Regions from separate parts of the Sus scrofa genome. Here region 1 is linked to region 2. A link is a contact called in public Hi-C data. All regions are on one chromosome and are shown on one strand. Each heading gives the region's core, a stretch centred on a gene start, on an enhancer-like site or on the middle of the called end of the contact. The rest is flanking DNA. Distances are from core to core; before and after follow the strand shown.

Region 1 (6,969 bases), core at 2,777-5,276, 80 kb before region 2:
TAACAAAGGATGAAGATTTAGAATATATGAAGAACTATCAACTAGTAAGAAAATGCCAAATAACTGTTAAAAAGTGGGCAAAAGACATGAACAGATATTTCACAGATGAAATTTGAATGGTCGGTAATCACATGTAAAGATGCTCAACCTCATTAGTAGGAAAATGTAAAAGAAATGTAAATCATAGTCACAAGAAGATACTATTTTCTACCCAGCAGACTGGCAAACAATTATAACAAGTATTGGTGAGGATAATGGAACAACGGATAGAAATGATCTCAATTCGAGTTACACCAGTTTGGCATTACCTAGTAAATCTGAATATATTTATGACCCAGTAATCCCACTTCAGGTATATTCCAGAGAGGTGTGCACAAGAATGGTTATAACAGCAAAAGACAGGAAACAACTCAAAACCCATCAACAGAAGAACAGGTGATTTTTATATTCATTCAACACAGTGCTGTGTAGCAGTGAAACGTGGCTATATCAGGTTGGATAAATTTAAAGAATGAAACATTATTTTTAATTTTTTGCTTTTTAGGGCCACACCTGTGGCATATGGAGGTTCCCAGGCTAAGGGTCGAATCGGAGCTGTAGCCACCGGCCTACACCACAGCCATACCAACACCAGATCTGAGCCGCATCTGCAACCTACACCACAGTTCATGGCAACGGGCAACGCTGGATCCTTAACCCCCTGAGTAAGGCCAGGGATCGAACCTGCATCCTCATGGATGCTAGTCAGATTTGTTTCCGATGAGCCACGATGGGAACTCCAAGAATCAAATTTTAAGTGAAAACAATTTTAAGAATTCAGAGTAAGTTTCCACTTTTATCAAATGCGATGTGCAAAAACAGGCAAAACCAAACAATATATTATTCATGGATAAATGTATATAGGTCATACTTACCAAGAAAATGGGATAGTAAACAAACTTCCTTAAATATCAGCATATTACAGTTACTCTTCTATTTAAAATTACTATTTTTCAATATTTAAATTGCATCCTACTTTATGTAGCAAATGGTCCAAAATCTGAGAAAGGGGATTAAATGGTACCTTCTATCAGAAAATGTGCCTGTACACAGATCATGGATGGCCTATTTGAAGTTTTTGTACAGTTTATTTCAAAACTTGCCACTAGAAGAGGAAATAAGTGAATAGTTCTATTTCAGGCAAAAACTAGAAACTGGCATCAAGCAAATAACAAAATACATGACATGTGAAGTAGCATCAGAAGTTAGGTTCTACCCAACTCCCAAATAAATGAGAACCAAACATTACCTTCCTCAAGTTTCAATCTCTTAGAACATAGAGTCTTTTCAGGTTTTTCCCCCAACCAAGGAAAACTGTAGAGAACTTTGCAGGGGCTGATAAGTAATAAGCAGAGAAGGCTGGGGCTAAATGATAAAGGTTTCAGAGAAATATGATTAGTCTTGCATTTTGCTTAGGTAAGTATTACCTCATCCTTCAAATAATTGTTCCCTCTATTCATCATAAATGGTTCTATTTACGTCATTGGGTGACTCTTTATAATTAACACCCATATTATTAATAAAATATTGTGGCTATCACAGTTCATTCAGACCAATAGGAGTCAGTGTGTTCACTTTAATCACTGATTTTTTGATGCACTATTCACATGCTCCCAAAATTTCCTTTATTTTGAGTCACCTTTAAGACACGAGAATATTAACAGAATAACAAGAAAGTGAAAATTAAACAGCTTATTCCAGTTTGGGAGCTAAATGAAGAAAACTTCCTTCTGAAAAGTTGAGCCTTTTTTTTTTTTTTTTTTTTTTTGCTTTTTATGGCTGCTCCCATGGCATGTGGAGGTCCCAGGCTAGGGGTCCAATTGGAGCTACAGCTACCAGCCTACACCAGAGTTACAGCAACACCAGATCCAAGCCGCATCTGCTACCTACACCACAGCTCACGGCAACGCCAGATCTTTAACCTACTGAACGAAGCCAGGGATTGAATCCGCAACCTCATGGTTCCTAGTCGGATTTGTTTCCACTGCGCCACGACGGGAACTCCAAGTTGAACCATTTTGCTCCACGGTTCTCTTCAAGAAATATTTTTTGGACTGTCCCTAAAATTAGGTTTCTAAAAATGCTAACACCACATAAAATTACAGATTAGATAAATGGATCCTTTGTCTCTCTTAGATACCTTTCCAGCATTGGGAATCTACTCAGGTTGAATTTTTAAAAAAGCATATGGTTCTATAAGACAGTGGGTATGAAAGAAGCATGAAAGTAAAGGAAATTATTCTTGAGCACAAGAGCACTGAGGCGTTTTTACTAAGTTTGCGGACTTGGCCTACACGTTATTAGAATACAAAGCTCCAGAATGACACCCTTGCTTTTAGGTTCAGAGAAGAGAAATTAGTTTTATAACTTTTTGGATGGCAGAATAATAATAGATATAAAAAGCATATCTTCGCATATATGAATTCATTAATACTCAAAAATACCAAGGGGTAGGTATTATACCTATTTTCCAGAGGAGGAAACTAAGGCTACAGGATCTTCCTTAACAAAAGCTTGCCCAGATTCACAAAATAGCAGTTAAGAATCAAACTGAGATCTTGAGTGTAAACTTTGTGAGCATTGATATATAAATATTAACATTTCATCTAAGCATCCACAGATTTATAAAAATAGGTGGTCTTCTAGTAAACTTCTAGCAAAGTAAATGTGTGTGTATACACCATGTGTGTGTGTGTGTATCTCCAAAGATGATTTTCATGAAAATTTTTGCTGTTTGCACCTGTGGCATATGGATGTTCTTGGGTTAGGGGTGGAATCAGAGCTGAAGCTGCAGGCCTACATCACAGCAACACCAGATCCTGAGGGCATCTTCAACTCAAACCACAGCTTGTCACAACTCTGGATCCTTAGTCCCCTGAGTGCAGAGGGGGATGGAGCCCGGATCCTCACCGAGACTATGTCAGGTTCTTAATCTGCTGATCCACAACGGCAACTACTACTGAATTTTTAAAAATTTAGGCACAATAATGTACAAGAGTTGTGTCAACGAATGTTTAAAACAATACTTCCCTAATAATTTAATAAAATCACTTAGTCACTCTGGAGGCCAATACTGTCCTCTGTGATATTAGAGATCTGTGAGCACCAGGTGAGTTCACCTGGGTTTGAATCCTGGCTCTGCCATGACTTGAGGGAAGTCAGTGTTGCTGCAGTTTGCCAGCTCTAAGAAAGCCCTGCACATAGGGCGGTGGTGAGGGGTATATATATGCCTGACCACAGTCAGGTGGCTCGAGTAGGGCTTAAGTATGAGAAACGCTACCATCATGTAGAGATAATCGCTAAGGTCCTGCCCACCGTGCTAGCCAGTGGGCAATGACCTCAAGCTGTGTTTAACATTTTAGCAAAGACAGCATGCAGCTGTCAGATGGAGCTGTGGTCAACAAACACAGAGCACCAGCGTGGCTGTCCAGATGTGCTGGATGGCTCCATCTACAGACTTCTGGAGATAGATATCTAGGACCGCTGGGCCGCAGAAACCCTTGGGCAGTTATTAAGCGTTGGAGGTTACAAATGCCAGGAAAGCTTGTTTTAAAACGCCCGGCCAGCCCCACTGAGGCGGCAGGTCCGGGCTACAGCCCAGTAAACCTTTGTGGTGAACAAGCATGATGGGTTTGCAGTGTGGGGCGGAAGCCTGCCCTGGGCGTTAATGGTTAAGGGACTTGGGGTCCACAGCGGAAGAACCGCGGCGCTCAGCAAAGCCTTGGAGCAAATGCCAAACGACAGTCTCCTTCGCCGCTTCAGGTTGCCGCCGCCGGAAGGGAAGCAGCGAGCCTTGCAAGCCCGGCCCGGCCCGGCCGGCAGCCTAACCCCCAGGCCGGGACAGAACTTACCTTCCTCAAATCCCGCGCTCCACCTCCGTGTGACCCGGTCGCTGCGTCGCCGCGGAAGGCTATTGCAGGAGCCAGCGACCGGAATACGGCTCAAAGCTCCGAGGGGCGGGGCGAAGCCGCTCACGTGACTGAGCATGCTCTTCCCCCAGGGCCTCCGTGGCCTTACTGGCCATTGGATGATTCCCACCCGACAGATGCCGCTGGCCAACCGTGCTCGCACGCCAGGACTTGGAACTGACAGTCTTAATCCTATGTTTGACAAACCTCGGTGCCACCAATTTATTTTTTTCTTTTTACCACCACACTTGTGTCCTGTGCAGGTTCTCCTGCTAGGGGTGGAATTGAGGCTGCATTTGCTTATGCCCGAACAAAAACGGATCTGAGCTGCATCCGTCTATGCCGCCTAGGCTTGTGGCAATGCCGGATCCTTAACCCACTGAGCGAGGCCAGGGACCTAACCTCTTCCCCACAGACACTATGTGGATTTTTAACCTGCTGAGCCATAAGGGGAACTCCCGTCAGTTAATTTTTAAATGTTTGTTGAGCTCACCACATTTATCCAGATTTTAAACACCACTGGGGCTCTCACTTCTAGGAATTTACCTTTTAAAAATATTTGCGGAAGTTCCTCACAGTTGCATGTAATCTAAGTTCAGAGATATTTATTTCAAGGAAAAATGACAGTAGCGCTAATGATCAACAGGGAAGTGGTTAAACAAAAAAGAATTAGACATGTGAATTACTTTGCAGCCACATACTCAAGAGCAGATTTCAAGATATGGATGAATTTGTTAAAAAGCAGAGTATGGAATAGTATGTGTGGTGTGCTTTCTTTATAGTAAATAAAAGTTATTTCTCAAGATACTAATGTGTAGATATGTACATTTAAAAAAATATGGTTACTTTAGGGGAGATAGGTTTTCACTTTTGTATTTTGAACTTTGCAACTTGGGTTTTTCTCTGAATTTTTTAAAAAAGAAAAAACCCACAAACCACGCACCTCATATTCGCATCCAAAGTTGGAAGCTATGTGAGTGTGATAGCGTTTTTTTGTTTGTTTTTCCTTTTTTCTTTTTTTTTTTACAGTTTCCTTGGCTGTCTTCTAAGCAGTGATCCTTAACTTTGGTCACACTTTAATCACCCGGGAGTCATGATGAACAGACCAATAAGATAACTCTCTAGGGGTTGGTAGGAGGAGGGGGAATCAACATATTTTTTCTAACTTTCCCAGTAAATTCTAGTGTGACCTCAAGGTTGAAAAACTAGTCTATATTTAATACAATGACACACTGATCTGAGGTCCTAGAGAGGACCAGTGGGCTTGGGGCAGCTGAAACCCCAGAGCCTTCTTCATTTACCTCAGTATGTCATGTAAATGCTGTAAGCCAAAACATGTAAAAGATTGAGAAGCTCAGAATAATGGATTTGATTCCAATTTTATTTCTATTCTGCCCAGTATAGTTTTAATGTGATAGTAATATTTTATGGGATAATTTCACTTTTGACCATTTGTTCCACTGATCCAAGCACAAATTAACCATCTAGTTTTGATAAATTGCTTTACTAAAGTGATAATAAAATACATTTGATTTATTATCATTTACAATACCCATTAGCCATCCCAAATTATTTTATTGGCACATGGAGCATGTTAGCAGTACTCAGCTTGTATCATTGAAAGAATAAGTAAGGTTTGCCGTTTTTTAATGAGTATTACTTCTTTTTTGCTTTGGCATAAACCAGGCATTAAAGTAAGACACATCTTAGATCCACTGACCTTAAATCTAATTTTTGAATGGATTGAATACCTCAGTTGATATGCACTCATATGTGCATAAGATGAATGAGAGAGAAACGCACAACTTTCTTTTATCTCTACCTAAAGTATTGATGTGGTTAGTTATGGGAAAGTATGACTTGAAAGCTGTAGTGGGATGCAGAATAAACTACCTCTCTCACTTCTGAGACGCAAACGTATGTGCACAGCCTAGCTGGCACAGGTGCATGAGTTAATGACAGGAACCCATAATGCCCATCTGAAAGTTGTTACAGTTCGGGATAAAATTTATGATTCCTACTGTCATTTCCCTTTTCTTTCTTTTTCTCCCTTCCTCCTTTCCTTCATCTCTCTCCGTCTCCCTCTGTCTCTTTCTCTCTCTTTCTTTTCCTTTTTTTTTTTTTCTTGACAATTGATTAGTTCCAGCCAGAGTGGGCAACACCACCACAAAGTTCTACCTGGGGACATGTGGGGGCAGTTTCTACTTCTGTCATTCTGTTTGTTCCTTCCTCCTTGTGTTCTTTCAGCCTCCCCTTTCCTACTAGCGACATCTAGTGGTAGCCCTGGAAGGAGTTTTGTTTCCTGTCACCAAAACCTGCTTGCCTTCTGTGAGCCTGCCCACCAATATCTTTGTCTCTAAATACTCTGAAATATCCCTTCTCATTTTTGTGAGCTCTTGCTCTGCTCTGAGCATGAAGCTGTTTCCAGGCAAGCTTTTCTGAGACCAAAACTTTCCTCTCAGAGAGGTTTAAAACCTGCCTTCAATCCCAAGCCAAAATCTGAGAGCTAGTGAAAACATCCATGTTGTTAGTTTCACTACAGGGAGGTTGAAGAGTATCCAGCAATCAGGATTTCCTAGTCCTCCAAACCAGAAAAGGGTGATAACATTGCCTCTATTATGCCACTGGGATTATGGTCATGAGAAAGTTAGGGTGGCTTTAAACACTACCTGTCTGCTTGCAACAACAAAATGAAAGTCTACACAGCATTCATTTGGGTGGCAGCCCATGTAATATCTCCATCTGGATATTGTTGCAGAAACAGTGGTGTTCATTTAGCATCCCACCTAGTAGCCTGCGTTTCCCAGACCGTTCGATAGTTGGTTGAGGCCATGGGCCTAGTTTTGGCCAGTGGTCTGGGGGTGAAAATGCAGAGTGTCACTCCCAGACTGAAGTGTAGCAGAACAGATAGGAAACCTTTCGAGTTGTGTCTTTTTCTATCACAGTTAACCTTCTAGATGGTGGAGGCTCTTGGCAGCCTGGGTCCCTGTGTGGCTACATGGAACAGAGACCCCAGTGCCCC
Region 2 (7,453 bases), core at 2,228-4,727:
TTGCCTCACCCTAGTCCACTGCCAATTCTACTTGCTCAGTAAAGAATAAAAAATTAACAAAAGTTTTTTTTTAAATATATCTGGTCCTTCATTATTGAAATATCCTTTATAATATAGCTTAGGTTTACTTTAATTATTGGTAATTATGTAATTGTGCTGAAAATGTAGGTGAAAGAACTCATGACTCAACTTACAGAGAATATGACATCAGGAGCTTATGAAGAAAAGAAAATTACTGAGTGCTATTTATGGGTTCCAAAGCAAACAATCATAAATTAGAAAGAGGAAAAAGAAAACAACTCTGTTGGAGAATAGAATTTATAAAAATGGCAATTTCCCCTATTTCTCAATTAGTCGTGGTTTAATATCATTGACATTTTGCCATTTAAACTATGCCTATTTGATCACTTACATGTGGAATCTAAAATATGGCCCAAATGAACCTACTTACAGAATAGAAACAGACTCACAGACATAGAAAACAGACTTGTGGTTGCCAAGGGGGAGGGCAAAAGAGTGGGATGGACTTGGGATTTTGGGGTTAAAAATGTAGACTATTACATTTAGAATGGATGAGCAATAAGGTCCTGCTGTACAGCACAGGGAACTATATCCAATCACTTGGGACAGAACATTATGGAAGGTAATATGAAAAAAAGAATGTGTATATATATATATGTATGATGGGTCACTTTGCTGTACAGCAGAAAATGACAATTGTAAATCAACTATACTTTAAAAAAAAGCCTATTTGTTAAATTATTATAATAAAAGCGAGTAATTAGACTTGGGATAGAAGTGAATTGAGATTGAAGAAAGATGTAAGAGAAAGCATGTAATCTGAAGTAATACAGAAAATACAGATAAACAAGATGTGTAAGAAGTTCTAACTACTTTGTGGTGTACTCTGAAGTCCCCTCGCAACTTTCTGTCTCTTAACTGCAAAATTTCCTTGGAAACAGAACCCTTATTGGAAAAAAAATGTTTCCTAATTTGCTTGGATAGTCATAAGATTCTTAGTCATGAGTCACAGGGAAATGAAATGATAACACATAAAGTAAACACCATTTTGGGTGATAAAATTCCTACTCTTAAAAAAGCCCAATACATACTTTAAAACATACATCACATATATTAAAAAAATTTTTTTTGAGATGCCAAATATGACTTACTACTCCATTTTTGGGTGTGATCTTTAAAAAAAAAAAAAAAAAAGAACCTTGTCATGACTTTTGTACCTGAAGTGCTATTACAATTTTTTAAATTTTAATTTAATACTTTTTTTGGCCATACCTGTGGCATGCGGAAGTTCCTGGGCCAGGGATCGAACCTGAAACACAGCAGTGACCTGAACCATACCACTAGACCACCAGAGAACTCCAGGTATAATCTTTTAAGCTGTGAAAACATTTTCAGTGTGAGGCCACTTCTAGCAATATTAAGCGTATTCATACCTGCACGTGATGGGCAACAGATTGGAGAGTTTGTGTAGGCATTCAGAAAGGAAGTGCCATGTGCTTTCATGAAGTTGATAAAAGGTAGTTTCACTACCTGACTTTCTGGATAAAATGTTAGCCTTCCATCCTGGAATAAAAGAAGAAAAGCATTTCCTGTAATTTTAACCATAAAATTCACAAGCAGCAAAAGACTTCAGGATGAGCCCAAGAATCCTCAAAAGATAAAAACAAGTACAGTGATTGTTATCATTCTCTGGTTCATAATATTGAAAATTCAATGTAGTGTGATACTTCGATCTATTTGAAGATAGTAAATATGTTAAAGGGCTTCCCGGAAAGTTTCTTTAGGGGGATAAAGGACTGATTGAGACAATGTTTATTGATTTATTATGTGCCAGGCACCGTGAAAGATCTAGAGATATGACGGTGAATAAAAACAGAGTCCCTGTCCTCATGAAGCTTACAGTCTAGTGGGGAAGGCAAAAAACATACTCATAAATAAACCAAGAATAATTACAAATTATTGTGATAGGTGTTTTGAAAAAAACCTAAGATACAGAATAAGAAGGGAGACCTACTTTCATAGAGTGAACTGGGGAGGCTTCTTTAGGAAGTGAGACCTAAAGAATGATAAAGATCAGCCATTCAAAATAATTTAAGGGGCATGTAAAGTGTTCTGCAAGACATACATGGGGATAACAATTAGGCAGCTAGATAAATGAGCCTGGATATTAGAAGAGATGTTTGGGTTGGAGATAATGCATAGTGGAATGGAATTGGGAATTAAAGAATTCTTCTTGGAAGGAGCAAAAAAAAAAAAGTCTTTCTTTTTTCTAAGTATCATTGACATTATAATTTTAGACATACGAGCATTGTGTTTCAGCAAGAAAGGATGAAACTGAGGTAATTGTTCATCTTTTGATAAACCTCTTTTAATACAAATATGGGGCTTTCAGAAATATCCCTTTAAAGTTTCTTATCAAAGGAATATTGATAGACTATAAAAGACTGGAGTCCTTTTTTCTTTTTTAAGCTGTGTGTTCCAACTTTGCCTTTAAAGATAAGAAAATTAGACTTTCTATTTCCCCTCCCCCAAAATGTGTCTTTTTGATTATCACATCTTGGTGGTGTGAATTGGTGTCTGATTGTGGTTTTGACTTGCATTTCCCTAATGATTTTATATGTTGATCCTATATCCTATAGCTTTGCTAGACTTATTGGTTCTAAAAGTTTGGTGTGGATTCCCTAGGATTTTCTTTGTACAAGATCGTTACCTATAAATAGAAAACTTCATACTTTATGACGTTGATCACTGACTGGAAAGCTAACAGGCTTTTATGATGATGCAGAAAGTTATTTTCCCCCACAACTGAATCAAGCGGGTGTATGGATGGAAAGTTTACTAGTGGTAAGATAATTTAGTGGGTCGTAGCCAGCAATTAAAACTTTTTTTGTAAAGATGCTAATCGGAGTGCGTTTTATTTACTGTGTTATATGCATATTTATGTGGTGCACGTACTTTGTGTACGGGGCCTCAAAACGTTTCTTACTTTGCATCGGGGTATAAAGCTTGTTTGAAAGTCTCAGATTCTGCTCCCCAAAGCCTGCAGCACAGGAAGGGCTGTGGGCCGGTGGAGGGAGTGTAGCGTGGCACCCCCTCCCCTGCCTCTCGGTACTTACGAAGGAGTCGCTCACGACTAGCACCACGTTAGGCGCATCTGGCCAAGCCTGAACTGCTCCCTGCCTCAGCCCACCTGCCCCAGGAACTGGTGCTGCCAGGGCCGAGGTGGCAACCACCGACACCCACAGCAGCAGCATTTCAGCGCGCTGTTCTGAGAGCGGGGCCGCTGGGTCCGCCCCTGCCTCTGGGAACTCGCTTGGGTGAGGACGAGGGCGGGGATCCCATAGAGCGCAGTTCGGCTTCCTCCAAGCTTCATTGGCAGAACTACAACTCCCATCAGGCTTGGAATGAGCACATGCGCAAAGTAGGTGTTCCCTTATTCCCCCCCAACTCACGTTAAGACCTTTTAATCAAACACTGAGCGAACCGAAATCCAGCTACTTCCAGTCACATGAGCCATGCCTGGGAAGTGCGCCTGCGCTCTGGCTCCACACAGAGCTTCTGTAGGAGAATCATTGCCCAGGTGGGTTTTGGTTGATCTAGCTTTCTGCAGAGTTGGCTACTGTAGGCAATTGAAATGATACCTACAGAGAGAAAGGGACAGGTGCCGAGGCTGCTCTTTTTGCGCGGAGCAATCATGACAGAGTGTTAGGTGAGACCGTGAACGGGGCGATGATGAGGTGGCGGTCACTTAAATTGGATTGGGTGGTTCTTTGTGGGGCCTCTGTCTGGACCGCCTAAGCTACCATATGGCCACTCTGTGGTCCCCTCGAATACCTTCCTCTCAAGCATATTTATAGATTGCCTCATCCTATTTCCCGCTTTGCTCGTACGGTAAGGATTTATTATGCTCCGTTGAAGTGAGGAGCGGGGCCTAGTAAGAAAAGTTTCGGCTCTAGGTGGGGATAAGCTTGGGTGCGCCTTGCCTTCAGAGTGCAAAGGAGGGAAGCTGAACGGGTTTTCGGGGGAAGAAATGTTGGGCTATGTGACGTGTTCGATTAACTGACGTAGGTTCAGAATTCCATTGTTTTGCTGCCGTGGTTTTGAAGAAATCACTGGTCCTTTTGACTCTTGGACTTCTTTGGAGAAATCTGGAAGAAGCAAATTTATGTCCCAGAGCCAAATTCCTGATTTCATTATTACAGTTTCAGGTATGTAATTAGTGTGTCCTGTTTGTCGTTTTAATGTTTTGACAAGAAAAGGAGGAATCGTAGTGTTTATTTACATAAAGTCAACTTTTAATGCTAATATCTGACTTTTTTGCGTAAAATAATTGGAAAAAGGGACAGAAGTTATTTAATACTCACATGACACTTATTATGTGCTGATCATTATACCGAGCATTTATTGAGTACTTAATGTGTGCATGGTACTTGTACATGGAATATTTTGTGTAATCCTCATTTTCACCATTTTTTTTTTTTCAGATAGGAAAACTGAGACTTGGACAGGTTAAATGACTTGTCCAAGGTTACACGGGGAGCCATTCTGAGTAGGAGTTGAATTTGAGTAGTCCATGCCCTAACTTATTGCAGTGGTCTGTCTCTGATTGCAAAATGTCATGGCATTCTAGAGAACTTACTCTCTGTTAGCCAAGTAGCCTTGTTAATAAAGCAGATCTGTGGGAGCATACAAGTATATGTAAAAGGAACTCACATTCTAGGGGAAAAAAGTGAAGTAATAATACAGCCTGAAAGGTAATACGCATAGGCTCTTTCATGAACAGGATGTTTCAAATATCTGTTTTGAGTTAATTTGGACTCTAAAACACATTTTCCCATAGAGACAGTGTTGACTGACATTTAGATTCATAAAAAATATATTTAATTTTAGCTATGGTGTAGTATTGATTTTGTAAATTGTTTACTCTCTGACCTTGTTTTCACAGGCTGTGTATTCTGAATTCCTGGTCAGGATGACAGAGACACATCTTTTTGCTCCTCTCTCTCCCCTCGGCAGTGTCAGTGGGAGCACATGCTCAGTGGGTTGGAGCAAGGTGGTATTTTAGGGCCCCAGACATATTGTGTTGCAAGATCTAAGAGACTTCTAGCTAGTCGTACTTCTCCTCTGGAATTCAGTTTGTCCTGCAGTGAATATCCCTGCCAAGTGGATTATGCAGTCTGTGCCTTTTCATCTCCGGTGATGTGGTGATGTGAAACACACTTCGTTTGAGCAGCCCATTCCATATTTGTACAGGTCTCATTATTGAAAATTCTTATTTTGAACTCAAGTCTGGTTCATTAGTCTGTTTATCTCCAGTTTTACATGGATAATCTCTGCCTTGCAACAGCCCTTCTCACCTTCCCCACCAATTTTTTTTCCCCCGGGCCTTCCCCATTTCCTTTGGGTACTTAGGTAATTTCAGGTTTGTTTGTTATTTGATCACTCTTTTCTGGACATAAAGCATGTTTACTAGTCAGTAGCTTACCCTGTCGAAAAAGGTACTTTTGAGTTGTCTTTGGGCATCTCTCAGTGTGTACATGTTATATATAGTGTCTTGTAGTGAGGGTAGGGCTCCATTATGTATATGTTTAAGTCATCAGTTAAAGATTTGTACATGAGGGGGATTTTTTTAGTGAAATACTTAATTCTGTGGTTCAGATCAGTTGAAAGTTTTGGTCTAGGTTTTGGTTCTTCATAGTGTTTTTGGTTGTTTTGTGTGTTCGTTTTTTATATCCAGAATACCAGCAGCACTATATTCTGCCCTAAGAAAAGAAGGCTAAATGTGCAGTTAGTGACTATATGGAATAAATTCAGTATTGTCTTCACCTGCTGTGGTTTTGTGACTACTTGTTAAATATCCACAATGTACTAGATACTAGGAAATAAAAGAGAGTAGTAGAAATATCTTTGTTCCTAAGGAACTTCCAGTCTAGTTATGAAAAACAGACATATACAGACCTGTCTATTTAATAACAGCATACAAGATATCAAAAAGTACATTTAATTGCCAAAAAACCCCCCCAAACCAGAATATCCCAAATGGTTCTTTGGAGAATGCTAGTGTACTTCAAAATGATAATTACTATTCATTGATATAAATGTTCCATAGTAATATGAGTAGTGTGAGTTACTAACATTAGATTACAGTAGTATAAATAATATGTTATTAACATTTTGGAAATGTTAGTATAGACGATGAGTGTTAGAAGTTCAGACTAGTGTGAGATTTGTCTGAGAAGGCTTTACGCTTAACACTTGAATTTGGTCTTGAAATGAATGTAGCATTTGGATTAGCTGGAAGGAAGTGTGGACAGGCTGAATGGGAGAAGTAAAGATGTAAGCTGTGGAAATTGTTGGGGGTTGGTGAAAAAAGTAATATGAACTAATATTGAAAAAGGAATTCTTCCTTTCTCACTTGAGCAAATTGAGAATTACTGCTTTTGACAGTAGAGAAAAAGAAAAACTAATTTGAGTAGATCATAGTACTTAGTAGGAGTTGGACATATAGGAAACTCCAAAAATCAGGTTGAGTGAGGAGGGTAGTCATTTGTAGGTAGATGTGGCCTTAAAGAAGTTAGTGAAATGGATAGTCAGGTTTTAACTTTTATATTACCTCCTCGCCCCTTGTTTAACTTTAATTTTACTTTCCTAAACATTGTTAGGATCACAATACTTTCTTATCTTACCAGTAAGACCCTTTTCTGTATTGCCTTTACTTAGGGATATATATATTTTTTAACCTGAGAGGCAGAATACCTCTGTATAGAACATTTGTTATGTTCCATTGAATAGCTAAGCCAATAAATGCTGGTTCAGAGGAGGGCATGATCTCTGTTGCAAGCTTTACTCTAGTATTCATGTGTGATGACTTATATGAAGAGGATACTTGTGTTTGATGATAGCTACCTTTTGAGGAATATAAGGTTACTTGAGAGATCAAGGAAGGAAGGATTGGGGGTTTTAGACGTGTAGAGAAAGTGTATAATAACTGCTGTGGGTTAGGAATGGGAAAAAATAATGAAGTTGATTCAAAGGTGGCAGGAGATAAGGACAACACAACTAATAGATACTGTGTGCAGGTAATTATCTCTGTACATGTCAGGCCAGTGATGCCATTCTCACTTTACCAAGGAGGTAATAGGATTAGAGGTGAAGTAAGGTGCCTAAGATCAGCACAGCCTTGAATCCAGTTCTCTCTGTCCTGACTTAGTGGGTGGATATGGCAGAATGAAGGGGCTGACAAAATCTGGGCTGTTTTGTAAGAACAGAGTTGAAGTGACTCAGTGAACCAGTAAAAAAATCAGGTTGAGTGAGGAGGGTAGTCATTTGTAGGTAGATGTGGCCTTAAAGAAGTTAGTGAAATGGATAGTCAGGTTTTAACTTTTATATTACCTCCTCGCCCCTTGTTTAACTTTAATTTTACTTTCCTAAA

Evidence for each region. A called contact is a pair of places that touch in the nucleus more often than the background predicts.
Region 1: a Hi-C map of skeletal muscle shows a contact between it and region 2, with 2.7 times the contacts expected there. The contact joins the promoter of RFESD here to the promoter of TTC37 in region 2. A contact is called at or near these places in 3 of 47 Hi-C or Micro-C datasets (embryonic fibroblasts, heart right ventricle and skeletal muscle).

The regions. Positions count from the first base shown.
Region 1 is chr2:102,240,845-102,247,813 of Sscrofa11.1, reverse strand. RFESD (Rieske domain-containing protein) reads right to left here and starts at 4,026. Exons shown (of 4, transcript XM_003123769.5): 1 at 3,891-4,026.
Region 2 is chr2:102,160,044-102,167,496 of Sscrofa11.1, reverse strand. TTC37 (tetratricopeptide repeat protein 37) reads left to right here and starts at 3,477. Exons shown (of 43, transcript XM_021084546.1): 1 at 3,477-3,601; 2 at 4,090-4,229. ARSK (arylsulfatase K) reads right to left here and starts at 3,408. Exons shown (of 8, transcript XM_003354206.5): 1 at 3,138-3,408; 2 at 1,455-1,584. The coding sequence starts at 3,275.